Regions from separate parts of the Sus scrofa genome. Here region 2 is linked to region 1. Evidence: chromatin contacts called from public Hi-C data. All regions are on one chromosome and are shown on one strand. The core of a region is the stretch at or near the end of the contact, and the rest is flanking DNA. Distances in the headings are between cores, read along the strand shown. Region 1 overlaps MKL2 (MKL/myocardin-like protein 2). Region 2 holds the start of MKL2 (MKL/myocardin-like protein 2).

The links. Hi-C and Micro-C count contacts between places; a contact is called where the count stands out from the background.
Region 2: a Hi-C map of epiblast stem cells shows a contact between it and region 1, with 1.6 times the contacts expected there. A contact is called at or near these places in 6 of 47 Hi-C or Micro-C datasets (epiblast stem cells, fetal heart ventricle, liver and 2 more) and 2 of 2 datasets of targeted methods (alveolar macrophages and skeletal muscle).

Annotation. Positions count from the first base shown.
Region 1 is chr3:29,158,588-29,161,444 of Sscrofa11.1, reverse strand. MKL2 (MKL/myocardin-like protein 2) reads left to right here. Exons shown (of 18, transcript XM_021086567.1): 2 at 2,359-2,423. Among named protein-coding and RNA genes, the nearest start is that of MKL2, 80 kb to the left of the region's middle.
Region 2 is chr3:29,238,733-29,241,589 of Sscrofa11.1, reverse strand. MKL2 (MKL/myocardin-like protein 2) reads left to right here and starts at 1,465. Exons shown (of 18, transcript XM_021086567.1): 1 at 1,465-1,877.

The DNA.
Region 1 (2,857 bases), core at 190-2,689:
TTGTGAGTGAGGCTGAGCATCTTCTCTTATGGTTAAAGGTTATTTCTGTTTCTTTTTCTGTGACCTGCTTATGACCTCTGCACAGTTTTCTTTGGGATTGCTTTTTTCTTGTCAATTTCTAGGAATTTATAAATTAGAGAGATTAGCCCTTTGTGATGTGAGTTGCAGTTTCCTCAAGTTTGTCATTTGTTGTTTTTTTTTTTTAATTTACTGTCATGTATTTTGGCGTAGAGAAGGCTTTAAAGTTTTATCTTTAAGTTTTAATTAGTTAATATTTTACGGGGATTTTGAGTCACAGAAAAGCCTTCAAGAATTAGGAATTTGCCCTTTTTTTTTTTTTTTTTTTTTTTTTGTATCGTAGGGCTGCCCGCATGGCATATGGAGGTTCCCAGGCTAGGGGTCTAATAAGAGCTGTAGTTGCTGGCTTACACCACAGCTCACGGCAACGCCGAATCCTTAACCCACTGAGCAAGGCCAGGGATTGAACCCGAAACCTCATGCTTCCTAGTTGGATTCGTTTCCGCTGAGCTATGACAGGAACTTCTCTTTTAGTACTTTTATGTTTTCATTTTTACACTGAAATCTTTGATCCATTTAGAATTTATTTCAGTGTTCAGGGATGATATATAAATTTAACTTTTTTCATTTGGCTACCAGTTATCTTTACTCACTTGTTTCAGAATAAAGTATACCTTTGTTATATTCTGAGTCTCTAGGTGTGTTGGGGTGCATCTCTGGACTTTGTTCTGTTCCATTAAGTCTCTCTATTCCTGCACAAGTACACATTATTGGTTTTATAAAATGTCTTAATGCCTTGTAAAACTAGTTTCTCCTGTTGCCCTTCATTTTCCTGGCAATTCTTGCTTGTTTATTTTTCCATGTGAACTTTAGAATCATTTGTCAGTTCCAGAAAAAAACACTTACATTGAGATCATGTTAAATTTATAAACTAACATAGGGAGAATTGATATCCTTCTGATATTGAATTGCCTATCCCAGGACATTGTGTATTTTTTCCTTTGGTTTTATTCCTGAATCCTTCTGGAGCATTTTCAAGTTTTTCTCATATAGGTTTTGCCCATTTCTTTTAAAATGTACATTTTACAACCAGTAAAAACAAACAAAAACAAAACAGAACATCCTGGCTTTGTAAGAATGTTGGGAGAATTAGAATGTGAAAGTCATCACTTAGTGCTGTTTCTACCGCCATCACTCACAGCACCCACATGGATTGAGGTTGCTGTTCTCTTTTTCTTTCCCCTCCTACCTTTAAAGGAGAAGAAAAAGAAACCATGAAGAAAAATAGTAAACAATATCAGAGTTGATGTTAAGAAGAGTAAGCCGTGATTCACCCGGAGCAGGATAATCAATGCACTTGAGAAGACAGAACAGTGTTACCTGTTCGAGGCCCCTCCTGCCTTACTTTCTACACTGCTCACGGCCCTGTGGGGGGCACTCCGACCATGGAGCTACTCAGCATCCCCCAGAGGCCGTGTATTTCCTGTAACACCATCCCTTCCACCCAGAATATTCTGCTCCCTAATTATGCCAGTTCAGATACGCACTGCCCCGCGCCCAGGTGGAAACAGTATCCGTCTCCTCTGTCGCTTGTCTGTCCTGTAGCTTGGACCCCGATAGACTCCACACTGTGAGGAGGGAAACTGTTGGTCATGTCCACCAAAGAGTGCAAACTACCTGGCAAAGAATAGACACTCAGATAGTTTCAAATACACAAATGAATAATTGACTTTGATCTTTCTTTTGCCTTCTAAGTCTGGATAATTCTTCAGTCACCTAGCACGTTGTAAGCCCCTGGAAGATAAGGATTATGCAGTAGTCATGGTGGGGATGAGGGTGGTGGTGGTGAGAGCCAAATGGATTTCTTGTGTAAGAGCATGTTAGTAATAAATGAAATCTTGACATTCGTCAAACATTTATTATGTTCCAGGAACTGGTTTAAAGTCCCCCGTTGTGGATTATCTCACATAATGCTCAGCCATCCTGTGACTTGGATCCTGCTGTGATGCACACAGATGTAGGGATTTGCTCAGGATCAGACAAGTTAGGACGTGGTATTGCTGGGACTCATGCAGATGTTCTGAGTCTAGCAGCCTAGTTTTTCATCTGCTGCAGTGTGGAATAGTCATGTGTAGGTGCTCAGACAATTTAGGAAAAGTTAAGTAATTACACATGCAACTGCCCGTTTTCCTTTCCAGTCGTCCCATTTTAATGACTTCTATTTTATTCTTTTTGATTGTTCTTAGGCTTCATATTCTCCACGAGGCTTCTCTGATTACTCAGCCTGGCATGTAGGAAATGTTCAGTAAAAAGTAATTGTAACTTTTTTTTCCCTCCCAGGTTCACAGTAAAGGTGCTAAGCCAGAGAATGTAAGACAGCAAATAAATTAAATATTTTTACTGAGGTAAGTTTTATATGATTTAATTCTTTACAGAAAATGTCTCAAAAAAAAACAAAAAACAAAAACCTCTTCCTAGCCTGCTTTTTTAGGATGTAAGAGGGAGATTGTTTTTGGAGTGTTTAAGTTCATAGAACCTGGGGTTTTTAAGGGTTTTTAAGCTAGGAATGTGGGTTATTTGAACACAGTTATTTGACTTCCTTACATTTTTGATGCTAATCTTTAAACTCCCCTTATTTCATTGTTTTAAAGCATGGTGCTGAGCAGCAGATACCACAGGTGAAAAACCACAAGCTGTTGGGTGGTTATGTAGGCTTGCACCATTCAGTGAAAATTTTGTTTTTAAAGTAGGGAGTTGAAGGGATTTTAGGCTACTTTGGGTGAGATTGTTAACACTTCATTTCCTTAAATGAAAATGTGTTGGTTTGTTTTCTTATTGT
Region 2 (2,857 bases), core at 216-2,715, 80 kb before region 1:
GAGCTCTTACTTATGGATGGGCTGGGTGGCTAGTTTGCCTACATGATGTTTTCTTATGGGCCAGCCCCTCTCAGCAAGGGATCTTTCAATGACAAATGAAAGAAAATCAGCTCTGATGGGCTTAAGCAGCAGAGGGAAAATACCGGCTCCTGAAAGTGCAAAGTTGAGGAGTAGGTTCCAGCATCAGGTCCGGCTGTATTCAGGTTAAATGACGTCAGCAGGATCTGTTCTTCAGCTCTGCTTTTGCTCAGTGCTGTCTTCATTCTCAGCCAGGCTTCCCTGGAAGAGTAGGATGGCTGTGGCCCTTCTCGAGGCTGCCTGTCTCCAGAGGAAAATGCAAGGCATCTTCATCCTAGCCTTCCCAGCGGAAGTCCTGAGATTCATTGTGATTTGACCTGACCTAGGTCTCATGTTGGCGGGGAGTTATGGGCTTGGCACCAGGCCGTATTACCAATAGCTACACATACTCCAAGTACTCAGTTTCTACCGCAGGAGACCAGGCTCTGGAGCTCAAGTGCCTGACTTCCAATCCCGTCTTACCAGCTGTGTGACCTGCAGCAAAGATCTGTAATCTCTTGGTACCTCCGTTTCTTCATCCATAGAACAGAGATACTAATGGTCCCTACCTTGTAGGGATTGTAGAGAGATTAAATGAATTTTTACAAAGCACTTAGAATAGTGTCTGGAATGATCTGGCCAAGTGCCGAATCCATGGTGGTGCTTATTGCTACTATGGTGATTTGACTTTGTCTCATTGCTTGATGTTTATTCACAGTTATTCCAGATCTTTCCATCCCCACTGGTCCACCTTTCAAGCATCAACCCCACCACCACCACCACCACCACCAGTGCACTTCAGTGCAAAGCCCCACCAACCCTGGAACACATGATCCCCATCATAAAGCCATCCATGCAGAGAGAGGGTCCTCTGAAGTCATGGCTCGGGGTCTGAGACCCTAGGCATCCCTGTGCTCGGCAAAACGGGGGAAACCAAGAAGAGATCCCGGCACTCGGTCCCTTTCCTCAGGGAGTGTGTCGTCTCAAAGAGCAGAACACTCTGTCAAATACAGCCTGAACCAGGACCCATTCCCCGAGGGAACTGCCAAGCTCCCAGCCAGGGTGCTTATAGAGCCCCATCCTTCCTCTGCAACTTCTCCTGGGTTATGATGTGAAGGAGCGTTGAGAAAAAGCGATGAAGAAGACAGAATCGGGCCGAATCCCAACATCTGACTCATCTGCTTCCCCCGCACCCCCGGACCACACTGACAAAGAAAGAGGGCAACCCTTCCCCGCGTAGTACCAGCAGGGTAACTCGAGAACACCCATTTAAGCGCGTCTGTCCCTGTGAAAAGGACCTTTCAGTGACACTGAGCTGAGCGTATCCCGTTCTATTTATAGGCACTGTTTGTTTAATTTGAGTCCAGTCTCTAAGAATAAATAATGAACTCATCCTGGGGGCAAGCCAGAGCCTACAACTCTGAGACAACCGTAAATCCCTTTCCCTTTCCTCCTGGTTCTGGAAGGGATTCTGTAGTTCAAAGGTGAGCCATTTTTGCTTGCTGGGCTGGGGGGCGCTGGAGACCCAGGCGTGCCTGGAAGTTTGGATTTACGGCGGTTGTTCATAACGGTTCAGAGGTGTTTTTTTGATGTTTGCTTTTGGATTGGCGACTGGAGAACAGGTCTCGGACCTCTCTCTTGCCCTCAAAGCGGGGACCAAAACCAAATAGTCGAGCCGTTGGTGAGTTAAACTCAGATACAAAGAGACGCATTTGGATTCAGATAGCCCTCAGGAAGGAAGATGTGATACTGCGGAAGAAAAATCCCTCTCTGTATCCTCCTGACCCAATAGCGGAGACTGAGGCCCGGCTCTCTCTAAGGTACAGTACCATTCCTGGGTTGGGGTTATTTTCTTCAGAGTGTGTGATGACAACCAGGAGCCATAACTTCAAGTACATAACCCCGGAGCGTGGTGCCCAACAGTCCCAAGGAGCACAGTCTCAAGAAAACTCATTTCGTTTGCAATCCAAGCTGACCCCATGCTGACCTGTTGGTTTAGCAACTCCTGGAACCAGACCCACTGGGTCCAAAGGGGGACCCTGGGTTCTGGATCAGGATGTTCGCATATTGTACCTTCCCCCCATATCCCCTTTCCAGGAATTTATCCTAAGACGGTAACCGAGCTTCTCCGGGAAGTGTCCATTCATGTGTGTATTCTCCCAATATCTGTGGAGCCTCCTCTCTGTGCCAGATACTATTCTAGGCACAGGAGACGCCTTGATGAAGATGACAAGGCAGTCAGGTGATGATAAGGTCGGATTTACATTGGGAAAAAAAAAATGCAGCCTCTTTGCTCTCTTGCAGCTGAGTCAGGCTGGCTGGGAGGTGTCTTCCCAGCAGACACCTGAGCACCATTCATTTATCCCTTCTTCCATTCAAAAAGTATGTGTGAGGCATGCGCTCCATGTTAGACATGGATAGAATGCCTAGACACGGTAGTGAGCCAAAGAGATCTATCCTTGCGCTTAAGAAGTCTGGGCTCTGGGGGGAAAATAGATCTTTATCAAATAATCACCTAAATGTAGATATTGTTACCAATGTTGGTGAGTTCTATAGAGCCACGTTCAGAGTGCCATGTGCGAGCCTAAGAGTGAGACCAACCTGGCTGGATGAACAAAGAATCAGCAATGGCTAAGAATCCCTGAGCTGCCCACTCAGTAACGAAAGGACTGATGTCTCTCTGCAGGAGGTGTGTTTTTGGGTTTCCATGAGTGGCGCTGGGTCGCTTGGCTGTCTTGAGGACCGTCATAAGGCAGTAGGTCTTGGTAGCCTTGGGGAGAGTTTGTGTCCAGGGAGAGCA